Linked DNA regions of Gossypium arboreum: region 2 is linked to region 1. Evidence: chromatin contacts called from public Hi-C data. All regions are on one chromosome and are shown on one strand. Each heading gives the region's core, a stretch centred on a gene start, on an enhancer-like site or on the middle of the called end of the contact. The rest is flanking DNA. Distances are from core to core; before and after follow the strand shown.

Region 1 (7,163 bases), core at 2,923-5,422:
CATTATCAATACTCAACATACTTTACCTTAATGAATTCGGGATCGTCTTGGGATGCTGATTCAACGTACTATCTTTACTTAACTCACAAGACGGAAACAAACTGCAACATGAGTATGGTATACTCAAGTGGTATTTCTATAATCCGAACAATTTATAATATAACAAATACTTAAGATCATAATAACAATTACAATTATTCAATTATTTATTCATAGATAAATTTCAACTACTTACCATATAAATTTTATACAAATCATATAATAAACACAATAACATAATTGTTCGATTCTTAACTAAATCCATTATTATTTACTCCATTCTTTCACTTACTATTCGGTATAGCTTTCCTTAATTTATTCATAATTCAATATCATTAAACTATATTCAACTATACACTTATCAATCATATTCTATTTTAATTCATTTCAATAACAATCAATTTCATTTATATCATATCAACTTACTATCCCTGATAGCTTTCACTATAAACATACGATTCATATATCTCAAATCACATTTCAATTCATCAAGTGACATCATATATCATCAATTCGAACTCCAATCATTTCATGAACCTTTGGTTCATATTTTCAATTTCATATCTAAATTTTCAATTCTCAATTCAATTTCTCGTTTCATTTCAATAGCTTGATCAATCAAATTTATTCGATTTATCTTTCACTTATTTACCCCTATTAACAAACCCGGACTTTGACGGATACACGGATTCCAACCCAAACACACCAGTACAGCACATTGTGCCTAAAACGGTACATAGTACCTGATCAGAGTACGACACATAAAGTGCCTAAAACGACACACGAGGTGCCTGATACGACACACGAGGTGCCTGAAATACGACACATAAAGTGCTTGATCGATAAAGCCGACAAATCCCGTACACTTCCAGATCCTATGGCATGCCAATTATATCCGACTCAGCCAGACTAGTTAATAGGGTATTTCATTCACTTTCTCAATTTAATAATTCTTTCATTAATATCTCATTCCGATAATTACACATATTTACCCATTTTCACAATTCATACAATTTCATTCAATTCAACAAATATATTTCAATTATGCACATTAATTCATAATTCAATACAATTCAATTCACTTTTCAATACCAAATATTCAAATATCACAATCTCATATATTCATATCAATTTCCTCATATTTCCAATTAATAAATTTTTCAATATAACATTCATTCAATATTGAAATTTCTACATAAGTCATATATATTATATAATTCAATCAATATAATTTCAATCAAAATAATTTCAATCAATATAAATTCAATAAATTCATCGCATACTAAAATCAATCAATTTCAATTGTAAAACATCATAATTCAATCACTAACAATTGCCATATGTATATAAATATAATAAATAATGACTAAGTTCGGATTATAGAAATACAAACCGTAATTTTCGAGCTAACTCCCGTTGACTTTGTCTTGTCCTTTCTTAGCCGAGATTTTCGGTACCACATTGACTACGAAATTAATACAATTCATAATTATTAATACATTACTAATTCATATCTTGAGTTACAAAATTCTAAATTAAGATCCGCTAATTTTTCCTGAAACTAGACTCACAAATCTTCTTACAATAAAATTTTCAGAATTTTTGGTTTAGCCATTAAGTATAGTTTATTCTTTAAATTCACCCCTATTCTGCTGTCTGATAGTTTCGTCCCTTCTTCACTAAAAATTAATTATCTCACAGTACAGAACTCGGATAACATTCCCGTTGATTTCTCCTGAAAATAGACTCATTATGGATTCTAAACACATAACTTTAAGCCTTTAATTATTTTTCTTAAATTTTTGGTGATTTTCCAAAGTCAGAACAGGGAAACCCGAATTCATTCTGACCTTATCTCACAAAATTCATTACATCTCATAATTTACAACTCAATTGCTTATACTGTTTCTTCTATAAGAAACTAGACTCAATAAGCTTTAATTCCATATTTTATTCATCCTCTAATTCAATTTCTACAATTTTTGGTGATTTTTCAAACATAGACTACTGCTGTTGTCCAAAATAGTCTTAGTACAAAATATTGATTTACTTTAATTTCAATTTAATCCTAACTAAATTCACTTACTTTTCTATCTTAATTCATACTTCATTTCTACTAAATTTTTAACCAAACTTAGACATAATTATCTATTTTTCATCATAAAACCATAATTTCGAAATTCTTTCAATTTAGTCCTTAAAGCATAAAACTTATGAATCACTTTACAATTCAATCCTTGTATCATTTTTAACTTGAATTTCTATCAATTTAGCCCTTAATTCATCATTTTATTTAACATGGACAATATCTAGAAATCTAATAACTATCAAAATATCAACTTAATTTCATCAAAACTTTGTTCTAAAACTTCTAAAACATAAAAATTAAGTAAAAAGGGCTTGATTGACTTACCTATTAAAGCTTAAAGCTTCAAACCTTAAATTTTCTCTTTTCTCCCTTTCTTTCTTTTTCTCCCCTGCTCTCTGTTTCGTTTCATTCTGTTTCTATTTCCTTTCTTTTGTTTCTTTAGTTTATATAATATAATATAATATAATTAAAACATAAAATATCTTTATTATATAATAATATAATAATATAATAATATACTAAACATAAAAAAATCTTAGATTTTCTTCACGGTACACCGCCTCAATTTATACTTTTGTATAATTTCCTTTTAGTCCTTTTTATTTTCTTTTAATCTATAATTCAACTTTTACCCTTATTCAATTTAGTCTTTTTCTTAATTACTCTTAATTAAATTAAATTCACTTAATTAAACTCTAATTAACTACTCATTTTACTTCGTAAATATTTTTTTAAAAATATTTACGAATCCATTTTTCAGAAACGGAGACCCGAAAATATTCTTTTTCGGTAACGGTAAAATTCGGGTCATTACAGTATCACACTACAAAACTGCCATGAAATTGTTGATAATAGTATTATTAAGTCTGTAAAATGACCACACCTTAGATTGTTGAAAATGGTAAATTTTTTATGGAAAATTTGAAAAAGAAAATTGCATTTTTATTTATAATTTTAATTTTTTTTTAAAATTTTCTATGATGACATATAAGATAAAATAGGACCACGTCATCAATAAAAGGCTAAGACCTTGAGGGTTATTTTACTCTGAATAGAAGAGTAAGAGTCAAATTGAGAAAAAAAACGTAAAAGTTGAGGGTTAAATTTATTATTATATCTAATATAAATAAGCATTTAATTCACAATTTTAACTGAGGGACTATTTTGTTCATTCATTTAACATACAAGGATCATTTTGCCTATTTTTCACTAGAGGGACTAAAATGCAATCCCAAATATAAGACATTGACTGCTACAATAATTTTTACCAACAAAAATAATATAGAAAATTATGATGTAATTGTACTTTCTTAGTTAAACACATTTTGTGTTTAAACTTTAAACAACAGAAAGTAATTAAATGAAAATATAATTATAAAATAAAAATTATATCTTTTTGTAATTAAAGAAATAAAATTCTTTTCAATTGTAAAATAAAAATATTACCTTAATAATTACATTTTCATCCAATTAATGCAATGTCCAATCCCACCTTAAATGTAATTTATTTTCATTTTATTTTACTCATAGGTGACGTTTGGTACATTCTCATGATAATATTTTAATGCAATGTGATTTTTGGGAATATTATTACTAAAATATAATATTACAACGTTAGTTATCTGAAGAAAGTACTAATTAAAATCCAAAAAATTACATATGCTTTTGGTTCATTAAATTTTAATAGAATAATGTACATTTATTGTATAATTACATATTTATTATTTTATATAAAATTTATTAATTAAAAATTGAACTTAAAGTAAAATAATAAACTTGAAAACAGATTTATTAATTAAAAATAAAAGGGCTTTAAACATGTAAAAAACTTAAAATAACATGAAAAAAAGTTAAGAAGATAATCGAATTTAGGTCACACAAAAAAAAAAACATCAACGTTAATCATCGAGAATGAAGAAAGTATTTTTCAAAAGCAAGTTTGATAGGAAGAGCTTTCTAAATATTGATAAATTCAGTTTATTTTCCCTAATTTATAAATTTACTTTTATATAAATATAAATATATTTACTAATAAATAAGATATCCCTTTTTTGAAAGGTTGGTTTTATTGAAGACCGAGATATTAGCTGCAAGCCCGACCCGACCAGATTGGACGTGGGCTAAAGTTTCCAAACAGGGATAAACCCTAAACCCTAGCATCCCTCTCCTTGCTGCAGATATAAATTTCGTATGTGTATCTAATTCAGAAATTAAAAATATAATAATAAAATTGCCATGGGGAAGGGGAAGGGGAAGGGCAAGCAGCGGAAGCAGATAATTCTGCCCCCGGAACTCCCACCAGAAATAGCAGATGATGATATTGAAGTCTCTGACGAGGACCTTAAATTCTTGGATGAAAACAAAGACTACGCTGGCTTCGTCTCTCGCTTGGACACTCATTCTATTAACAAGTCCATTTCTTCTCTTTTTCCTCAATTTTCAAATTCGACTTCTATTTTTAGTTATAAAAATAAAATCATTTGTTATTTGTCGATTTAATTTCTGTTTTGGTTATACATGCTTTGATTTGATATTTGGATAGTGGAAATTAGTTAAAATTTAAAAACGGCATTCGACTGTGGCAACTTGAAATGGGAATTAGATATTTCCATTGAACTTTGTTTTGTGGATTGTTTTGTGGATAGGCAAGTCACTCGGGTGGAGGGTGTGAATGAAGATGCTTTGGAGGCTTTGTATGAGAAGCGACGAAGGAAGACATTGGAGCACAAAGAGAATGAGAAAAGTGTTGTTCAAGTTGATCCTGTTGATGCCCTTCCTGTCAAGAGTTTGGATGGAGAAGTCTACTACCGTACATGTATCTTATTCTTTTCTTGGAAAAAAATGGAAAAAAAAGTTATTTTACTTTCTTTCAGTGCTAAAGAAAGTGTCTTCATTTATGGAAGAGAATGAAATGGTTTATGCTGTTATATAATGCAGTTTCCCAGACAGCAGAAGTGACTGAAAATGAAGGAGACATTGATAAGAGCGTAGTTAAGCTGACGAAAGCTGAAAGGAGAGCAAAGCTTAAAAAAACTAAGAAAGAGGCCAAGAAAATGGGGAAGGAATTGGCTAAAACTGAAGAAGTGCAACCAACTCAACAAGAAGCTGCACTAGTATGTTGTTAGATTGCTCTTCTATGTATCTTTCAATTTAAACAAAAAACTATGAATATTAGATTTTACACTAATGTCTTAGACAATATTGGTGATCTTTCTTAGAGAACGTCTAGGAGTCAAATGGTCCAATATATATTCAATATTCTAAGAGTGCTTGTCTTTTAGGCAGAGGTAAAAGAAGACCTCACGGCTGAGGAAGCATTTGAAGCCAAAAAGCGTAAGCTAGCTGAGCTTGGAATGGCACTACTTGCAGACCCAGAGGCAAACATTAAGTCTCTGAAAGAGATGTTGCAATTTGCCAAAGATGGTGATCACTCAATTGTAAAGCTTGGACTGCTGTCCTTGTTGGCTGTCTTCAAAGACATTATTCCAGGGTACCTATAGTTTTTTTCCTTCTCTACTGCCCCTTAATTACTACTTTTAATTAATCTTCCTGTTCACTGCATTATATTTATATTTTTACTCTAACTTTTGAATGTGCTAAATACAGCTATCGGATTAGGCTACCTACTGAAAAAGAGCTAGAAATGAAAGTTTCCAAGGAAGTTAAGAAAATGCGATTCTATGAATCAACACTTCTTTCTGCTTACAAGGTTTGAACTGCTAACTTTATATGATCAGTTCTTGAGTGGAGTTTGCATGTTGTGGGTATTCAGCAGAATTAAACAGGGTTTTCTACCATCTTTTCTTTTAGAAAGATCACCGTTATCTGAAAGCTTTCAACACGGCTTAATTGGCCTATGGATTTGTGCAACCATATTATGTGCTGATGAATATGAAAAGGTTGTAGAAGCATTGGTCTATTGTGAAGATATGGGCATTCCATCTTCTAGCTGGTTTTATAGTATGTCTAATAATAAGATTTGATGTTTTCCACATCACTCGAGTTTATTTTTAGTGCAATAACTTGTTATTAATTTGGGCATGCATCCTTCATACTATTCATGGGAATTTGCAACAGGGATACCTGCAGAAGTTGTTAGCATTAGAAAAGCAGCCCAGGTTTCATCATGTTGTGGTTCGTTGTATTTGTACTTTGCTTGATGCTGTTCCTCACTTTAACTTCAGAGAAAGCTTGTTAGTAGCTGTTGTCAGAAACATAGGCTCCTCAGATGATGTTGTAAGGTATACTGTATTGATGTTCTTTGAAATGTTAAAAATCCTCAAGTAATTTCTCAAAGGCCTTACAAGTTTTGATGTTATTAAAATGAATTTAATATATTAGTAGAATAATTTGAGCTTGGACAGCACAATGATGTAAAATTGATACAAAAGGTGAGCTTACTTGTTTTTCAAAATTCTAAAACCTACTATAGGATATTGACATATGTGCAATGGCTAAACTGTTGAGGAAAATGAAAGCTTGTTTCAATGTGAAAATCCTCCTATACTTACCTAGTTTAACTATATTTTGGACTGGCATGTTGAATTCCATGGAAGCAATTTAATACTCTCATCTAATGTATTTAGTTTACTCCTCTGATGTATGGGCTTCATTAATATGTGGCTTGTTGCTAATTGGTCTTAAATGTTAGGTCATTTTAAAACTTTAAGCTTGAGATTTTGGAAGATTGATGGCATAGCTGGTTTACGTTCATTGTTCTTTTCTTTTTGATTGTTACTTTCCATATTTGTAAGATCAGGATTTAGTTTGTAGAACCTATTTGCACTGCATATCTTTTGCTACTTTGTTCCAGTGAAAAGAAATAGGCTTGGAGGAGTCATTTCATTGGTACATAACTATTTTTCAGCGCTTCTTCTCTTAAAACAGAGTTATAAGAAGCATAGATTAAAGTATCTAAAAGTCTTCCTTTAGCTTAATTGCTAGACGTGTTTTAGCCTAATGTTTTGCTGCTGCATGATCAAGTGGTTTTTCAGCTGCCACCAACTCTCTCCTCCACTTCACTTCATTTCCTTCC
Region 2 (7,163 bases), core at 2,351-4,850, 170 kb before region 1:
GCAAGGAAAGTTGAGACAACGTTTCATCAGACCTCATAAAGCCCAGAATGGATGACAGAATCACCAACAATGACCGGTCAAAAGCCACCCTACAGAATTACTATTAATATTCTCATTTTCATTTTACGGTACAATAAATTTTAATACCCTATGAAGAAAGGGATATCAGGATGTTCAACCTAGGATGAATTAATTTACCATGCACGGTCTGAATTATACTCCATCTCCAAGCGCATACTTTCTGTAATCTCATAATTGTGTTCTTCTGCCAAACTGTTCCTATCCGCTTCATCCTATACAATAAACATAACAAATTATGACCAAATATTAACATTGGCAAACATAAAAGGACTACTATCAAGACGGGAAAAGTGACTATTCCAATAAAAACTCTGAAAAGATCACTACCATTACCCAGTATTAACTAACTGTTCAGTCCTATCCAGAAATATCACTTAAAGAGATATATTTAACAGTGGGGAATAAAGAGGAAGGGAAAAGGAAATAGGAAAACACTTTATGCTACCTCAAATGACTGAGAACTTTCCCTTGAAAAGCTAAGCTGGTGTGATGTCCGACCATATCTAGAGCTTGAAGATTTTACAGATGCCCCAGAGGCTCGTATTGCAACTGGAGAAGGAGACGCATGGTCCCAAGGAGAAGCACTAACTGTACCAAATTTCAGCATGAGGATAAAAGATGTTTGGTCTCTTAATTCAAAATATTGAAATAAAAGAAGACGAGAACAATCAATAAAATCCACAATAAGAAAGGCTTTATATACTGAATAACATACCAGTTGAACGAGGAGTTCGGTCTCCCATCCATGGAGAAACTAATCTAGCATCAGGTGAAGCCCCAAGAAACATTGGAGCTGGAGAAGGTTGATGGCGCCTGCTACTACCAGAGTAACTATCCCAGTTTGGGGTATCTTGCCATTCCCATCTCCCATCATCCCAATCAGATCTGCCTACAAAGGATTAAGATGTCAATTACCATCTTGCCCATTAGCAAAGACGCCAAAAAGATAGCATGAATCTAAAAGAGCACAAACTCTAAGAAGTATGTTGAATTCATAAGCTATCAAGGACTTCCTCAAACCTAAATGTTTTAGTTCCAAGTAATCAAGTTTGAATACATTAATCCATCATCTCCATACCACCCAGCCTCAGAAACATGCACAAACATAATTGTTTCACTTGACAATCCAAATGCAAATGATATTAGTTCAGAGATACAGTACCCAATCATGCATCCATTCAGTTTGAAGTATCACATACCAGGTGTCCTACTTTCATATCTATTCCGGCTTCTTCTATAATCTTCACCATATCGGCCATGGGTGTCTCTTCTATCATCATAATAGTGTCTTTTTCTTGCAATCCTGTGCTCATTTCTAGAATCATCACTGGAACCTCTTCTCTCCATACCATGATCTTCTCTCTCATACCTTAAACTCCTAGAAGAGACAGTACGGGAACTCTGACTAGGTGAAGCTGGAACCTTCAATTGAAAGAATAATCAGATGCATACAAGGTTTGATATGTTTGCAGAATAATATATAGCTATATTTAAAACAAAAAGAATACCAGAATGATATTGACAGCAAGTTATACACTTACATCCGAACTCCTATGTTCTCTTGAGTGAGGAGTACCAAATGTATCATCACTTCCTCCACTGTCTAGCGTAACTCCACTTTCTGCAATATAGCAACAAAAGAAATTTAATTGAATAACAGAAGGAAAACATAAACACAGCAAGAGCATAAAAAAGAAAAGGAAAAAAATGTCCTCCAGACACAAGGGGCATCAGGGCTTGTTAAAACAAGGGATTACTAGTGAAAAAGGTATATACTATCAGAATCACCATGTTTGACCCCTGCCCCCACTAAAAATAAAAAAACAAAAAAATTCCGCCAGACCCCAACCTTTTCTTCCACACTAAAGGCAAATGACGAACACTAAACACAAGGTTAAGAAAGCATGAGTTGAAAATCCATCTCAATTCTTAAATCTTAAATGTCAAAACTGGTCATCAGCATGCAAACGACTTGGCTGTATAACTTCCGCAATAAGTTATGCTGTCATCATACTATGCCTCAAATCAAATATATAGGTTACCCATCCACAGAGAGAAATGCATGTATAGGCATAAATAACATCATCTCATTCTGCCAAATACATTAGACAGTTTGTGGAGAGGAGAGACCAAAAAACAATCATTAATTGTAAGAACAGATTACGCCTGGCCTATATGCTTCTATGCCACCTTAACTAGAAACTATTTCACAGGATTGATTGCCAAATACTCAAGCATGCACTTAAACATCAAGTTTTGAACCAAAAAAATTGGAGCCAAGGGAATAGGAACAATAAATCTTCTCATTATCAGCATATGATGATTTAGTTATGTTGCTGCTTACTATAAAAGTTTTACATTTAAAAAAGAAAAAACGGTTTCTTAATTAAAAACCATTACTAAGCTTATTAAAGACAAAATAAAAATAAAAAGCTTACCAGAATTAGTTGTTTCACTAGCTGTCTTATCACGATAGCGTCTGTTAGTGTGGCTTCGGCTGCCATTTGTAACAGTACTCCTAGTTTCTTCAACTCCAGAAGATTCAAACCCCTCATCCACATCAACAGATGCCGCAATGCAGGTTATTTTTTCTTTTGGAACCTTGAATCCATCATCAACTTTAGGATTTCCTTGCTTCTCTCTAGCACCAACGTCCAAACCTAATAACTTAAAAAAATTCAATCAACAAACAGAAGGCGAATTGGAGGCAGAAATACCTTAAAGAAACATTCAACTGCATGCTGTAATGGTATCCATAGGAAGAAGAAAACGGTAAGGTATTTCAGATAATTTAAAATGTAAAAGTGCCAAGCAAATTTGGGCAACAGAACTAATATGTCATTACTTTTTTTTTTCTCTTTTTTTAGACAAAGAGAGAATTGAATAGAATCATGGGTCATGGTAAGATATCAGAGAAAACAGAGCGGTGAAAGTACTCTCAAGAACAAAACCATCAGAACAGACCGTACACGGAGGAGCAATTATTACTATGAAAGCTGAATAAGAGCACAAAAAACACTACTTTAAAGAAAAATTGCTATCCAAAGTCACAGAAAACATAGCTAAGTAGAAGAAAACCAAAAGAATCAGGTCATCTAAAAATTTCACCCCCAAACCCTAAATTGATACTTGTACATGAACAAGATTTTGAAAGTGAAGCGGCAAGACTACTAGCAAACTTACTCATAGTTAATCTATACAATAAGGTTGAGATGAATGATATATCCTTCGTTTCCCGAACTCAGCAATTTGGGATGCAGTACCCAACACGATCCGACAGGGATTCCAACACGGGATACGGGTCAGATCCGGAAAAAAACAGCGGACACGGCGGTGTGGAAGAACTGAGATGAGAAGAGAAGAAAAGGAACAAAAAAAAAATTGATTTGCCGAGACGAGAGGGAGACGGACGATGGTAGGATGAAGATGATGATAGAAGAAGGGAAAAGACTTCAAATAATTGAAAAAAAGAACTTCCCGTGTAATGAATGCAGTACCCTATATTTGTATTTGGTTTAAATATGTGAGAGGTGCCTATACTCTTTTGAAATTTAAAAGGACGTCTCTACATTTTAGTTTTGAGATATTAAATTTTTATTTTTTAATTTAAAAACTTTATTTCTTCATCTAATTTTGCGGTTAAATTATTAACGTAGCAATTAAAAATGGCAAAATAATTTTGTAGTCTTCAAAGTTTATAATTTTTATTAATTTGGTTTTATAATTTTTACTAATTTAGTCCTTATTTTTTAAAAGTATATAAATATTATAAAAAATTTAAAGTTTAAAAAATTAAAATCTTTTAAAATTCATTTTAAAATTTTATATCATGAAGAATATAAAATTTTCAAAATTTAGAAAAATATATATTATTTACTCTTTAAATGATAATTAGAAATGTTCACTAGTAGTAGAACCCACCTAGCCCAAAATAGGGTTAGGGTTAGATTTATATTTTTTAACCTTAGGCTAGCCCAACTCAACTTGTTTTACCATTTAAAATAATAAAAATGTAAACAAGTTATATTGATATTATTTTTAATAATTAAATTTAAATATAATTTTTTTATTGTTTTTAAACAATGAAATGAGTGATTCAAGTAAAGCGAGCTTGAAGTTGGAAAAGTTTTTGAAATTAGGCATTGGCATAACCTGGTCTGGCTTGGCCCACTAATATTTTTAATGGTAATAAAACTTTTGCAAAGTTTGAGCTATTCAATCAATTCTTATTCGATCACGGCGAGGGGCAAGGCAAAATAGAAAAACTCACATTGTGTTTAAGCATATTCAGGCTTGAACTGATACTTCCAACACGTCAAGGTGACACTCTACCGCTGAGTTATGTCCCTTTCCCACCCTCAGCAAGAAATAGAACTGACTAATCCTAAGCCAAAGGATCAGGAAACTCAACAATGCTACTACTATTGAACAACTTGGCACAACTGGGGTATCCTAGATGTAATACCTCCTACCAGTATTCATTGCTGAAATAGGGTATGAGGCATTGGCGGAGTTTACGAATTAATTTTTTTACTCAATATAGCCCCTTTATAGATATTTAACCTTCCCTGCAATATTAAACCGAGACTAATCCACATCAACCAATCCAATTCAACATATTTTCAAGATAGATTCATGCATTTTTATAAGATAACCTCATCACATACCAAAACCAAGATTTGTTAGCCATACCAATAGCTGACCTTACATTCATATCACATTAACATTTACTTTATTAGCTTATACATGCCATTGATTTCCAAAATCAAGTTTCTTGATATACCAAAATCTTGAAGTTGATAGTGTGATGTATCTCCGACCAAGTCCGACCTCCGAGCTCTTAACACTACAAAACAGGGAAAAAGGAAATAGGGTAAGCACTTTGTGCTTAATAAGCTCATGTAACAAGAATTATACTTATCTAATATTTTCAATACAGTGAAATAAACATTCATATATCCATTCAATGCATTATTACCCTAACATGCACAAACTCAACATTCAAGTTAGTACAATGATTTCCATGTGTCAATAATATATATACCATGATTGATGAGCTCATCAATACCATGATTTCCATTCCCTTATTATTTTTCCATATTTATCCCGTTGAAGTTCTTGGAATTTTCGATGGATTTTCAGAGGTACACTTTTAGTGTACATTTCCGGGTCCGTCAATTCATATACATGTGAGCACATTTCCATTTCAGAGAGCACACTTCCGCAAACCTCATCCTTACAGTGGGATTACCAATCCAGGCTAAATCTCTTATAATATAAACTCATAGAGTATTGTCGGAATTACTAGTCCAGGCTAAATCCCCTACAACGACAATTACTCTAATGAGCTTGGATCTGAATTACCAGTCTAGGCTAAATTGAGACCTAATTGGATTACCGTCCGGCTAAATCCATTTTACACATATTCTTCTGGAGGGCTATATCAGATAGGATCACCCGTCCGCTAGATCCTTTTTACCGTCAATTCCTTTTTAGAGATCCATCGAATTTTCCTTTCATTCAACCGGGATTTCTTCCCCTTTTTATCAAATATATCAATGTTTCATCAATTTTCATACAATGAACATTCAAATTATATTCATCAATAACATACATTTCAAGTATTTAAGAATATAATTCAAGTTACATGAACTTACCTCGATACTTGTTCATATACACAAATCTACTGATCCCAAACTTTTTCTTTTCCTCGATCTAGCTTCGTATTTGAATCTTCTGGATCTAAATAAATAAATTTAATTATCAATTTAATACATTTCATGTTCATATGCAACATTCTCTATAATTCCACTATTATTTATAGTTCATTCAAAGCTGTCTACTTGAGTCATAGTCACTAAATTATTTTTATCTTGAGCTACAAAACTCCAAATTAGGATCCGCTAATTTTTCCTGCAACTAGACTCACATATCTTCTTACCATAAAATTTTTAGAATTTTGGTTTAGCTAATAAGTACATTTTATTCTTTAAAGTCACCCCTGTTCTGTTGTCTGACAGTTTTGACCCTTCTTCATTAAAAATTAATTATCTCTTCATACGGAATTCGAATGATGTTCTTGTTTGTTTATCTTAAAAATATACTCATTCTGGATTATAGAAATATAAATTTAAGCCCCTAACTATTTTTCTTCAATTTTTTATGATTTTTCAAAGTCAGAATAGGGGAACCCGAATTCATTCTGACCTTGTGTCACAAAATTTATTATATCTCATAATTTACAATTCCATTGCTTACACCGTTTCTTTTATGAGAAACTAGACTCAATAATATTTAATTCCATTTTTTGTTCATCTTTTAATTCTATTTCTACAATTTATGGTGATTTTTCAAAGTTTTCCTACTGCTGCTGTCCAAAACTGTTTTAGTGCAAGCTGTTTATTACCATTTTTCCCCTAGGCTTTTAATAAATGATAATTTCGTCCCTACTCAATTAGCCTCTCAATTGAGCTGATTTTTCTCAATTAACACTTTATTCTATCACCTTAAACTAGTTTACAACCTTTGGAAATCATAATTTCAGCACTAGACTTTAATTCCAAACATTTTCACAATTAGGTCCTAAAAATCAATTTCTATTACAATTACCTAATAAAATCATCTCATAAACAAATTAAAGCTTCAATTTCATTCTATTTCATCATAAACTTACAGAGCTCAACCATGGTGACTTTCAATTTCATCCATGAAATCAAAAACTAATGAATTTAATAGTAGGACCTAGTCGTAAAAGTCTTAGAAACACATAAATTACAAGAAATAGGCAAGGATTAACTCACTTGGCGCAAAAATTATGAAATACCAGCTTAAAGAACCCCTCCTATGGACTTATTGGCTGATGAGAATGAAGAGAAATGAAGAGAAATCTAGATATTTCCTATTTAGTCCTATCTTTATTTAGTTAATTATGCAATATTCCAATTTTGCCCTTAAATCATCAATTTTCCTGCTAATTTCATACCCTTGCCATCCAGCCCAAATAAATTTTGGGTCTAATTTCCTTTTAAATCCTTTCTCATTAGACACTTAAGCTATTTAATCATTCTAGTAGCTTTTACACC

Evidence for each region. Hi-C and Micro-C count contacts between places; a contact is called where the count stands out from the background.
Region 2: a contact with region 1 is called in a Hi-C map of leaf, with 5 times the contacts expected there. The contact joins the promoter of LOC108463928 here to the promoter of LOC108464171 in region 1. A contact is called at or near these places in 2 of 5 Hi-C or Micro-C datasets (both in leaf).

Annotation. Positions count from the first base shown.
Region 1 is chr13:104,660,357-104,667,519 of ASM2569848v2, reverse strand. It overlaps LOC108464171 (nucleolar complex-associated protein 3), which reads left to right and starts at 4,172. Exons shown (of 13, transcript XM_017764316.2): 1 at 4,172-4,539; 2 at 4,774-4,943; 3 at 5,066-5,241; 4 at 5,410-5,618; 5 at 5,735-5,837; 6 at 6,206-6,369. The coding sequence starts at 4,364.
Region 2 is chr13:104,825,515-104,832,677 of ASM2569848v2, reverse strand. LOC108463928 (pre-mRNA-splicing factor ATP-dependent RNA helicase DEAH7) reads right to left here and starts at 3,600. Exons shown (of 15, transcript XM_053023759.1): 1 at 3,265-3,600; 2 at 2,520-2,748; 3 at 1,623-1,702; 4 at 1,281-1,503; 5 at 797-970; 6 at 527-669; 7 at 199-293. The coding sequence starts at 1,428.